Linked DNA regions of Mus musculus: regions 1, 3 and 4 are each linked to region 2. Evidence: chromatin contacts called from public HiChIP or PLAC-seq data. All regions are on one chromosome and are shown on one strand. The core of a region is the stretch at or near the end of the contact, and the rest is flanking DNA. Distances in the headings are between cores, read along the strand shown. Region 1 holds the start of Atp6v0a1 (ATPase, H+ transporting, lysosomal V0 subunit A1). Region 2 overlaps Ezh1 (enhancer of zeste 1 polycomb repressive complex 2 subunit). Region 3 overlaps Atp6v0a1 (ATPase, H+ transporting, lysosomal V0 subunit A1). Region 4 holds the start of Ifi35 (interferon-induced protein 35).

Region 1 (2,700 bases), core at 34-2,533, 190 kb before region 2:
ACTTTCAGGGAAACCACGGCGTGGGGTGTAGAAACAACTCAAGTGAACTATAGTCCGGGATAGGCTTTCTTACAGGTAGTGTATGAAACACTTGTTTGCGGTTAGGAAGCAGCTGACTCTGAGGTTAGCTTTTTTTTTCTAAGTCTACGAGGAAGGAAGTGACAGTCATTGTGAAATACTTGGCAGGATTTCAATTGTGGGTCCCTGCCTGTAGAAGGAGCTTCAGAATGTGAAAACCGTAAAGCCTAGGTCTCAGAAATGCTGCTTCTCGAGAGAATTGTAATGAAGCAATACCTTCAATTACCATGTGCAGTAGAAAAATTCAAATAAAATGTTCACTGTGTCCATCATTTTGTTCGGGCTCACAAAACACGTTTTGTAATACTTCTGCCAAGCAGATAAAAATTATCAGTACAAGTTGCTTTTTTTTTTTTTTTTAAATCCGAAATACCTCCTTCACTACACTTGAATCTCAATGAGTTCCGCCACCCACAGAGACTGACTGACCAGTTCTCCAAGTTCCTCCTGATGTTTCTGCTGACTCCCTACTCTTCTTTAATTGGGGGGAAAGGACTCTATCAATATTTAGAAAAGGAGCTTTAAAAAAAAAAGGTAGGTATTATTTTGCATTCAAAAGATATATGAGGAACTGAAAACTCCTACGTGGTCAGATGGGTTCACAGAAACCTAGTAAGCAAGATAAAAATAATTACTTTGTCAACATGTGGTCTTCCGGGGATTTTTTTTTTTTTTCCAATTTGGATAAGTGTAAATCCTAGGTAGCTGCTGGAAGAATGAATCCGATACTTTGTAAGTGGACGAGATCCTATGTCTCTAATATAGGACTTATCTTAAGTCGCTCTCCAGTCTGGGGCTCAAATATTTTCAGAGGTCTAAGAACGACATAGGATGCGTATACGTAAAGAAGACTAGCTTTGAGGCTCCCTTCAAGCTCTCAGATCATTCTATAATGTGCCCATTTCTTTCATGCTGCTTTCTCCAAGAAAAAGTTGTGAATTGGTTCTCTGGAAAGTAGAGATGGCAGGTAACCTTGCTCCGAGGATAATAGAGAGAAAGGATTCTGATGGGCTCAAAAGGCAAACACTTCAAAAGTCACACGCCCAGCCCAGATGACTTCCAAACTGGGATAGAAATCACAACGCCGGAACAAAGATGGCGACTGCACACCAGGACTCGCCCGAGCCCCATAGACTCTGCACTGCGGCAGCAGGGGAGAGGCAGCATCCTATTGGTCAACTGAGATGAAATCATCTCGGGGGCGGGACTCGACGGTGGCGTGGGGGCGGAGCCTTGCTTGCGTACGCTGGTCGGCGACTCTGCTCAGCCTGAGCCGGGGTCGCTTTGCTGCGGCGGCTGCGGTCGCGGCGGCGGCGGAGCCGGCGAGAGGTGAGCTGGGGTTGTAGAAAGAGCGCTTCCCCGAGTGGCTTTCGAGGGGACGTGGAGCGCACTCGGATACCTCGGATGCTTGTCAGAAGAATTAGCCAGGATCTTAGGTCTCTGAGAAAAATATGGGGGGCTCATCTCCCTCTTCGGACACCCTTCCTGTGGGCAGAGGAACTGGAGGGCCACTGCTCAGGAATGACCCGGGAGAGGAGGAGGCGAAAGGACAGAAGAGATCGGATAGGCAGAGTGATCTGGGGGGATTTCTTAAAGGGTCTTACAATTTGGGGATTTCTTCCCTAACCAGGAGACAGGTTATGCCTGGTCCAGAAAATTTCTGCGCTCTCACTGTGCAGCTTAGAAACGAAGAGGTGAACGACAAATGCTCCCTGCTAGAAAGGGAGGATTGGAGAATCCGAGCGAGAGTCCTCCTGGGAGGACCTTGGGTTTGGATCACCCTTTTGCAGAATTACTTTCTTCGTACTTCATTTCGCGACCCCTGGAAACCGCTTTTCCAAATTCGTATTGTGTTTGGTTTCAGTGGGGGTAGAGATAGTCTTGGAGAGGCCTGTAATCATGAAGGAACAGGAGGAGGGCGGTAACTCACTGGAGGCTGTCAGCCCTGTCAGCCCTGTCAGCTATGCCTGTCAGACATGATTTCATTTATTTTGAGGTTGTGGCATCTATCCTCGTTCAAGGTGGAAAGGACTGGTTATAGCTTATGTGGGTGATTCATATTCTTAAGTCAACCCACATAATCTCTTGAGAAATGCTTGCTTTTAGTCGAGTGTGTTATTTTGCTCTCCTTGAACACCTAATGCCGAAAGGATTTGTTTTTCGGGTTCCTCAAAATGTCTTCCTGCCTTCCCGAAGGGCAAATCTTCTCGGAAACATCAGTCTTATCTATCGATTAACATGGAATTTGCATGACGTTACGACATTAAAAGTGATGCAGTGCATGATGATCTGTTGAGGATAGATACTGCAGATGCTGCTGTACCGAAGCTGAGCGGGGAGCTTATCGCGAATAAATAATTGCATTTTCAGTACCACTGATAGCGCCAGCTGCTGACCTGAACGGAAGCCTTCAGGCTCCTAGGAGAGACTTGACAGATAGAAGAAGGCAGTTGTCTTTGAGGATGGGGATGAGTCGCAGGAAGCTGCAGAGGTGGAAGGCTTTTCCTCCGGCTTGTTAAAAGTGCTTTGTCATTACCAACGTTTTCCTGTCATGCCTGAATTGAAATTAAGCTGTGTGGGCTCCTTTGTCTTTTTTTAAAATGATGTTAATATGTTGGAGTT
Region 2 (2,700 bases), core at 75-2,574:
TTGTTTGTTGAAGACAGGATCTCCTGTAGCTCAGACTGGCCTCAAATATGTGGTAGCTCTCTTGTTCTAGCCTGTCAAATGCTGGGGTTATAGGCATCAGAAATGTGCCTAGCTTCAATCCCCCATTCTGTAGCTCTACTTTAGGATCAGTTAAGAGGTAACAGAAACAATTTAATCTAATGGGAACGTGAAGCCCAGAATAGTAACAGAATATGTGAAAGTGCAGCCTGCCTCCTCATGAGACAGCATCCCCTGGAGTCCTCCCTCTGAATTTTGGATCTCCTCCCACCTATTGGTTAGGGTACCTTCTCAAGTGCAAGTGCCCATGTTCCCATTCCTAACACAGCTCAGAAATGAAGCAGAGCCCAGGAGGCTTCCCAGCTCAGCTTAGCACTCTGCTTTAAGAGTCGGTCGAGTCAGTGCTGATTGGAACCTGGATCATAGCCAAGGCTGCTTAGTGTGAAGACTTGCACATGATCACCTAGGTACAGAAGGCCATGCCATACCATTGTTGAGGTTGAAGAGGAAGCTGGACATGTATTTATCATAGACCTTCCCTCGACGATCAGCCTCATCCTGAGAGATGAGCTGGAGGAGTAAACAAGGAAGAAGTGGATGTCTCGCCTGCTCGAGGTCTGACACTGTCCTACCTGGGAAGGGGCAGTGCAGGAGAGCAAGACTCTGCTAGCCCTCTCCACCAAAGCTGACCAGGGTGAAGGCTAGAGAGAGCAAGATACCAACACTTGACAAACAGTGGTTTGTTTCAGGATTGCAAACAGTTCTGTGGGATCCCCTGAGAGGCCACATGAAAACTGGGCTGAGTTATTTAGAGATGAATTCACAGAAGCCTAACCCACAGAAAGTCAGAGAGCTTCTTGTCAGTATCTTCCCAGTAAGAACACGGGCTGAACCTGGAACACTCACCTCACCACAATATTCAGAAATGAATTCATTCTTCTGCACAGACTCCTTGATGAAGGTGCCCCATCCGGCCACATCGGAAGGGGCCAGCAGCAGGTGCTGGGGGAGAGGGAGGCAAGCCTTAGATGGCGGGCGGGTGGGCGGGTGTGAGTGGGTGTGAGTGCTTCATGTGCACGTGTGGGACGGGGGCAGGTGGAAAGAACTACCAACTGTCAGGGGAACCTGAAAACAGAAGAGGTCCAAACCATTTCACTCTTGAGGGGTAAGAACAAAAACTGGAAATGGTAAAGGAAACAGGATATTTTCTTCCTCTTCCTTGTGGACCTCCGGGGCTGAGTCTGGGCATACATCATAATGTAGGCAGTAGAAGGGGCAACTCTGGGGCTGTGGAGCCCAGAGGGAAAGTGCTTGCCTCTCATGTGCAGAGACTTGGACTTCAACCCAACACCACAGGGGAATAGAATGGTCTATACCCCTCTGCTCCTTTTGGTAGAATGGAAAATTAGATTACTTTGACCACTGACAAGATCTGTCAAGCACTTTTACATACAACCCCTCTGAGGAGCCAAAGGAACAATGACACCTGGTAACATTTCCTCCTTCCCACTGTCATCTTGACCCAAGAAAAGACCTCACCTTTTTGAGGCCACGCTGGATGCTGCAGTTTTTGCAAGACACCACCTTACAGTCCCAGTGCTCTGAGGCCCCACAGGTGAGGCACAAGTCAGGGTCACACTCACGAACTGCCAAGTAGCATGGACATTGCTTGGTATTGCACTGAGTCTTACAGCGACAACCAGGAAAGCGATTCTGGCCTGAGTGGGGAGATTGGGATGGTTAGGAAGCGGGCACTCATGCAGGTCGGACTCGGGGAGAGCAGAGAACTGAATGTGACATGTCCAAGGACTCTTGGCACAACAGGCAGAAGGTTCCTTCCCCTGAACATCTGGCTTTTCCCTCAAGACAAGGAAGTGCCTCCGTTAGGGCTCAGGACATGGCTCAGTTGTTAAAGCACTCACCGTGTAAACATGAGAAACTAATTTTGATCCACAGAACCTATATACAAATGTCAGGCATGGAACCACCTATGTGCTTAGAACCCCAGTGCAGGGAAAGTGCAGACGGATGGATTCCTGGCGCTCACTCACCACACAACCTAGCTAATGAGCAAGCCCTTAGCTGCAGTGAAAGATCCCATCTAGAAAAACAAGGTAGGTGGTTCCTCACGAATGACACCCAAGGTTAACCTCTGGCCACACACACATGCACGCGTGTGCTAACACAGAGACACACACACTATGAACTAATTCCCAACAGACAAAAAGGCAGGTGTGACTATTAAGTGTCACCTGGAGATTTCCTAACAGGGTCCCCCTCTCGTCCTTGTTGACAGAATTTGGAACTGAGGTGGAAAGAACCCAGAAGAAAATGAAATCAGTGCTTTTCACAGTAAAGCCTCCTCATCAAAACAAGCACCGTCTTCGGAAACGAACGCAGCATCCGCTCTGTGCGGTCCTCGCTGCCCACAGCTCAGCAGCACTAGCTCTTATCTACTGTGGCTGAGATCACTATCTCTTCCTTGTCAGGTGACAATCACAGCACAGAGGCCTGGGTACTGCCCTCTGCAAACCCAGAGGCTGCCATCTATTGCTTGGCCACAAGCAGGAAAAATGAGGAAAGGTTAAGGTGGGTAAGAAGTGGAGAACTATTTTTCTGCTGACACCTCCTACCCTGTCTCCTACCAGATATGTGCACACCCATGTAAATAGTAAGTATGTA
Region 3 (2,700 bases), core at 91-2,590, 130 kb before region 2:
TATTGTTTTATTTATGTGTCTGAGTGGGGGCATGGAGACTAGATGAGGGTGTCAGGTCTCTAGGAGCTGGAGTTACAGGCAGTTGTGAGCAGTCATGTGGGTGCTGGAAACCCAGGTCCTCTGCAAGAGCAGCCCGTACTCTAACCACGGAGCCATTTAACCTCCTTATTTTATTTTATTTTTATTTTTGACGGGGTCTCACAATGTCACCCTGGCTGGCCACCAATCCACCTGCCTCTGTCCCCCACGGTTGAAGTGTGGGCCACCACACTCAGCCCTGTTCCATTTTCCCTGTGAAATGACAGCTGTGCTCTTCTGCGTTGCAGGGTGGAGTTCCAGAACAAATTCTACACTGGGACTGGCTTCAAGTTCCTCCCCTTCTCCTTTGAGCACATTCGGGAAGGGAAGTTTGATGAGTGAGTCTGAGGCAGGGCGCATGCCCAGAGCAGCTCCCCTGCCCGTCTCCACAGTGATCAGCTGTGTCTCTCTTGCCTGCTGGTTGTGATCCCTGGATGCCTGGGCCTTTGTGTCGCCCTGCAACCCCTTGTCCCTGCTGTGACTCACTTAGGTAGTGCTGGCCTTGCCTCGGTCTCTCTACCCCAAAACTTTGGATTGAATGCTGAATGACTGTGCCTGATACTCACCCATCCCCACGGCACCGGCTAGGCCCCTTGGCCCCCCAGACAGACAGCCCTGTTCCACCCCCTGCTGGTGAGCCAACCTGCACAGCCACATCGGGGCACAGAGCCCTCAGGATGCAAGGGATCCCTCTTCAGTCCAGGAGTTCTTGGTCACACCTTGGAGGAGGATGGTAATTGGTCCTCTCCTACAGGGGGACACTGCTTATGAAACACATCCCACTCCACTAGCAGGGACAGTCAGGAAGATGCTGCGGTCATCCCTTGCCCAGCCCTCTCCAGTTAATATTCAGGAAATTAGGCTGGCCCCACCTGGACCATCCCAAAGGTCCCAGGATAGCCACCACCCTCCTAAGCACCCCCTCCTCGAGCCCTGTTGGCGCAGCATAGCATCCCTGGGACTGGGGGGGTCTCACCGACTTGCAGCACTGGGCTTCCGGATCTTAGGTTCCCTCCACCCAGTCTGTAGGTGAATGGGCCTTGCCCAACACTACACCCCAAGGCAGAAGTTAAAATTGGCCCATCTCTGAGCCCTTCTGCACCCTGATCATGATGTCCTGAGGCTGTGGTCAGTAAGGTTGGTTCTGCTGGCAGGCCTGCCTTGATCTGCCCACTGAGACTCCCTCCCCAAGCCCCGCACTGACCCCAGGTTTCAGGAGTGGTGTCCTGGGCAGGGAAGGTCATTTACAATTTGCTAAGCGGAGGTGACTGTTGGGCTGCCAGCGCAGGTATGGGAGCGCTGCCCAGGCCTGCCAAGCCCTCGCCGGCTACCTCATGTACTGTGGATCTCAGACCCTTCTAATCATGTGCTGACTCCTGCAATTCACTCACTGCCTTCCCTGTGGAAGTGACACTAAATCAGCAAGGCCCCTCCCCTCCCCCACCCAGGTGCTCATGAGAACTACCCCCACACTCGCCCAGGCAGGACCGGCCCATGGTGACCTTGTTCTGAACCCCTCTGTCCTTTTGTGCCCGGTTACGTGATCTTTGCTCTGTTTGCAGAGAGGCCTGCAGCAGAGCTCTTTGTGGGGACCCTGTCCAAGGCCTTCTGTCCAGACATCTTATCCGGAATAAAGTGTGTTTGACTCTCAGAAAAGCTGCCTGTCTCTGAGTGTGTGTGTAGGGGGGTGCGGGGAGGCTGTCACTCTAGCTCTGCCCTCCGGAGCCCATCTGGTGCCCACACCCACTTCCTCCTGCCTGCCAGCCTTTCTGCTTTTCTTCCTGATCTGAGGCCACAGTCGCCCTGGCCCTGGCTGGGCGGTGAGTCTGTGAAATTAGCACCTTATCTCAAGTCGCCCAGGCGCCTTCCCACTGCCCTGAGCCAAGTTTGCATTGCTTGGGCAGTCTCTATCTCCCTTCCCTTCCCTGTGTATCCCAAGCAGAGAAGGGGGCCTGGGTGTCTGCCCCGACTTCTCTCCAAGTGCATTCTCCAGCCCTCCATGGCCTGGCTATTTTGAGCCCTAAAGCCTTTGGCCTCGGTATAAGTGGAGGCTTGGCAGGCTCCTCAGGGCAGCTGGAGAATGTGACATGCTGAAGTAGGCAAGCTAAGGGCCAGAGAACCGGTAGACTATGCGGGGAGAAGGCTGGGTGGGGAGGCCACTTCCCGTCTCTGAGACATACACATTCTTTCTCTGCCCTGCCCCCTACACACACACACACACACACACACACACAGGGCTGGTTTATGGCACAGGAATGTAACACCTGCTTCTCATAAGAACAGGGAGAAGAGCTGGGACATCCTGTTCATTCCATCTTCTTAGTCCACCCTAGTCTATACCCCTCTCTCCCAACCAGCAGGTCACCTCCCCTGGAGCAGTGCTCCCCGACTCCATCTTTAAATGAAAGCCCCAAAGAAAACCCTGATCCTCTTGCTCACAGGGAGGACTAACTAGAATGGCAGAGTCAAGAATCCAGGATCAAATGCTAATTTACAGTCAGCCAAGATTAGACAAAGAGGCCAAGGTAATTCTCCGCAGAGAGAACAGAGCCTGACACTATATATCTGCAGTCCCGGCCCTCTGGGGGTGGATACAGGATTGGGAGTTCAAGGCCAGCCTGA
Region 4 (2,700 bases), core at 126-2,625, 250 kb after region 2:
GAGAAACCCTGTCTCGAAAAAAAAAAAAAAAAAAAGCACTGACTTCTTTCAGAGGCTCTGAGTTCAAATCCCAGCAACCACATGGTGGCTCACAACTATCTGTAATTAGAATCTGATTCACAACTCTGGTGTGTTTCTGAGGACGGCTACTGAGTGCTCATATAAATAAAAGGGGGCTGGTGAGATGGCTCAGTGGGTAAGAGCACCCGACTGCTCTTCCAAAGGTCCAGAGTTCAAATCCCAGCAACCACATGGTGGCTCACAACCATCCTTAATGAGATCTGATGCCCTCTTCTGGTGTGTCTGAAGACAGCTACAGTGTACTTACATATAATAAATAATAAATAAATCTTAAAAAAAAAAAAATAAATAAAAAATAAATAAATAAATAAATAAAAGGGCTTTTTAGTTGGGCTGGTGAGATGGCTCAGTGGATAAAAGCACTGACTGCGCCAGACAGTGGTGGCTCAACGCCATTAATCCCAGCACTTGGGAGGCAGAGGCAGGCGAGTTTCGGAGTTCCAGGCCAGCCTGGTCTACAAGACAGCATGGTTACAGGACAGCCAAGGCTACACAGATAAAACCCCTGTCTCGGAAACAATAAAACCAACAAAAAGCACTGACTGCTCTTCCGAAGGTCCTGAGTACAATTCCCAGCAACCACGTGGTGACTCGAAACCATCTGCAATGTGATCTGACTCCCTGGTCTGGAGTGTCTGATGACAGCTACAGTGTACTTACACATAATAAATAAATCTTTTTTAAAAGAAAAAGGTTACCAATAGCCATGTGGATACTGGGAGTTGAACCTGGGTCCTCTGGTACTCAACAGCTGAACCCTTTATATTTTGGGTTTTGGAGGTAGGATTTCTCTGTGTACCTGTGGCTGCCCTGAAAAATCACTCTGTAGACTAGGCTTGACTGGTCACAGAGATCCACCTGCCTCTTTGAACGCTGGCATCAAAGATGTGCCGCCGCCACTTGACTCACAGGTTTTTTTTGTTTTGTTTTTTTTTTTTGGTTTTTTGGAGACAGTTTCTCTGCATAGCCCTGGCTGTCCTGGAACTCACTTTGTAGACCAGGTTGGCCTCGAACTCAGAAATCCGCCTGCCTCTGCCTCCAGGGTGACTCACAGTTCTTTAATCACAGCTTTTTGGAGGCAAAAGCAGACAGATCTCAAGGGTGTGAAGCCAGCTAGAGCTGCAGTACTGAGAGCCTGTCTGTCTGGAAGTCTTAAAAATCCTACCATGGTTTATGCTAGAACTGGCTGCCTGGGAAAGTCTTCCCTTTGCGGTCCCAGGAGCACATGCCTGACTGGGTAGTTAGATTTGATGACTTGGAAGGCTCCGCCCAAGGGTGGGGCTGTATGCTCAGAAGCAGAATTCACAGAAATGAAAGTGGAAGTGAGGCCGGCAAGCAAGCAACAGCAGTGGAAGTGTGTTTCAGACGCTGCTGGAGGCTGAGGAGACCAGAGCCACCTCTGAGGGGTCAAAGAGTTTAGTCCTTCAGAACTCTTCACTGCCAACCCTGCTCTGAAGCCCCAGCTTCTGCCAGACGTGAGAGCCATGTCTGTGACCCTGCAAACTGTAAGTACGGGAGCAGGGGAGCATTTGTCGCATGTGGGGAGGGGCGGGAACACAGTGTTCTAGGCTTAGACCTGCTCGGCTCAAGCCTGCTAAGGGTGGAAGAGAAGTAGAGCGCTTAGGGTACCTTGGTCTGTGGATCTTGTCATTTACCTATTGTCAAAACCAGGACTCTGACACCTAAAGTAAGGACCTTGATCATTCTTTTTGGTTTTTCGAGACGGGGTTTCTCTGTTTAGCCCTGGCTGTCCTGGAACTCACTCTGGAGACCAGGCTGGCCTCGAACTCAGAAATCTGCCTGCCTGTGCCTCCCAAGTGCTGGGATTAAAGGTGTGCGCCACCACTGCCCGGCCTTGATCTTTCTTTATGTGGATGTATGCTTCAGGGTTGTAGAGAGCTGTAAGCATCAAAGGTTTCTGGCTATTCTAAACAGCAAAGGGAATACTCTGAGGTACTTCCCAGCCAAAAACTCCTCCCCTCAGAATGCCATGTCAACCTGACCATTGGTCCTCTCTGGGACAGGTGGTCTTTCTAAGTGCCTCTGACTGAGGCCACCTCAGATAGGCTAGGTTGAGCTGTGAAGTCTGCCTGCCAACAGCCAGTGAGGCCTCAGGAGGAAGCACAGTGGGCAGCCACCTTCGAGGAGGGATCCAATGCAGCTTGTCCTCAGCAGCTCTGCCTCCCCTTGTTAGTCTTCTGGCACGGAAAACTTCCATTTATCTCCCAGATACAATAAAAAAAGGGAGCGATTTGGAGCCAAATAAGGAAAAAGCAATATTGAAGAGCCAACCTGCCTGGTTTCAGATCCTAGTTTCTTCAGACATGTTGCACTGGACCAAACATTAGCTTTTCTAAAGTTGACAGTCTAATCCCTTCACTTACTATGTAGGGATATTACACTTCTTCACAAAGATACCTAGAGGGAAGGCTAGAGAGCTAGCTCAGTCTATAAACTGCTTACCTTAAGAGTATGAGAAGAGGGGCTGGAGAGATGGCTCAGTGGTTAAGAGCACTAAATGCTCTTCCAGAGGTCCTGAGTTCAATTCCCAGCAACCACATGTAATGGGATCCGATGCCCTCTTCTGATGTGCCTGAGAAAAGCAACAGTGTACTCACA

What was found. HiChIP or PLAC-seq counts read pairs in DNA pulled down with a chosen protein or histone mark.
Region 1: a contact with region 2 is called in a BATF HiChIP or PLAC-seq map of CD8 T cells, with 14 read pairs. The contact joins the promoter of Atp6v0a1 here to the enhancer-like site in region 2. A contact is called at or near these places in 13 of 39 promoter capture datasets (the 3T3-L1 cell line, 3T3-L1-derived adipocytes, the C10 cell line and 8 more), 3 of 115 datasets of contacts at active chromatin or transcription factors (CD8 T cells, embryonic midbrain and embryonic stem cells) and 5 of 9 other capture datasets (adipose tissue, embryonic stem cells, liver and 2 more).
Region 3: a contact with region 2 is called in a BATF HiChIP or PLAC-seq map of CD8 T cells, with 6 read pairs. The contact joins two enhancer-like sites. A contact is called at or near these places in 12 of 39 promoter capture datasets (the C10 cell line, cranial neural crest, embryonic stem cells and 7 more), 3 of 15 datasets of contacts at CTCF or cohesin (the G1E-ER4 cell line, embryonic stem cells and large pre-B cells), 24 of 484 Hi-C or Micro-C datasets (the BV-2 cell line, the C2C12 cell line, the CH12 cell line and 13 more), 17 of 115 datasets of contacts at active chromatin or transcription factors (CD8 T cells, the NIH/3T3 cell line, T-cell acute lymphoblastic leukemia and 14 more) and 4 of 9 other capture datasets (adipose tissue, embryonic stem cells, liver and 1 more).
Region 4: a contact with region 2 is called in a BATF HiChIP or PLAC-seq map of CD8 T cells, with 7 read pairs. The contact joins the promoter of Ifi35 here to the enhancer-like site in region 2. A contact is called at or near these places in 4 of 39 promoter capture datasets (cranial neural crest, frontonasal cranial neural crest, hematopoietic stem and progenitor cells and 1 more), 1 of 484 Hi-C or Micro-C datasets (bone marrow), 5 of 115 datasets of contacts at active chromatin or transcription factors (CD8 T cells, the SCID.adh cell line, bone marrow-derived macrophages and 2 more) and 2 of 9 other capture datasets (adipose tissue and liver).

The regions. Positions count from the first base shown.
Region 1 is chr11:101,008,158-101,010,857 of GRCm38.p6, forward strand. It overlaps Atp6v0a1 (ATPase, H+ transporting, lysosomal V0 subunit A1), which reads left to right and starts at 1,284. Exons shown (of 22, transcript NM_016920.4): 1 at 1,284-1,407.
Region 2 is chr11:101,193,962-101,196,661 of GRCm38.p6, forward strand. Ezh1 (enhancer of zeste 1 polycomb repressive complex 2 subunit) reads right to left here. Exons shown (of 21, transcript NM_007970.3): 16 at 1,558-1,736; 17 at 925-1,020; 18 at 507-588. Among named protein-coding and RNA genes, the nearest start is that of Cntnap1, 19 kb to the left of the region's middle. Within about 2 kb of position 1,325, at least 11 of the 459 cell types and tissues checked have an H3K27ac peak or open chromatin away from gene starts, as enhancers often do. A contact at or near this core is called in CD8 T cells, where this site is marked.
Region 3 is chr11:101,061,986-101,064,685 of GRCm38.p6, forward strand. It overlaps Atp6v0a1 (ATPase, H+ transporting, lysosomal V0 subunit A1), which reads left to right. Exons shown (of 22, transcript NM_016920.4): 22 at 327-1,734. The coding sequence ends at 420. Among named protein-coding and RNA genes, the nearest start is that of Naglu, 6.8 kb to the right of the region's middle. Within about 2 kb of position 1,341, at least 213 of the 459 cell types and tissues checked have an H3K27ac peak or open chromatin away from gene starts, as enhancers often do. A contact at or near this core is called in CD8 T cells, where this site is marked.
Region 4 is chr11:101,447,037-101,449,736 of GRCm38.p6, forward strand. Ifi35 (interferon-induced protein 35) reads left to right here and starts at 1,376. Exons shown (of 7, transcript NM_027320.4): 1 at 1,376-1,586. The coding sequence starts at 1,566.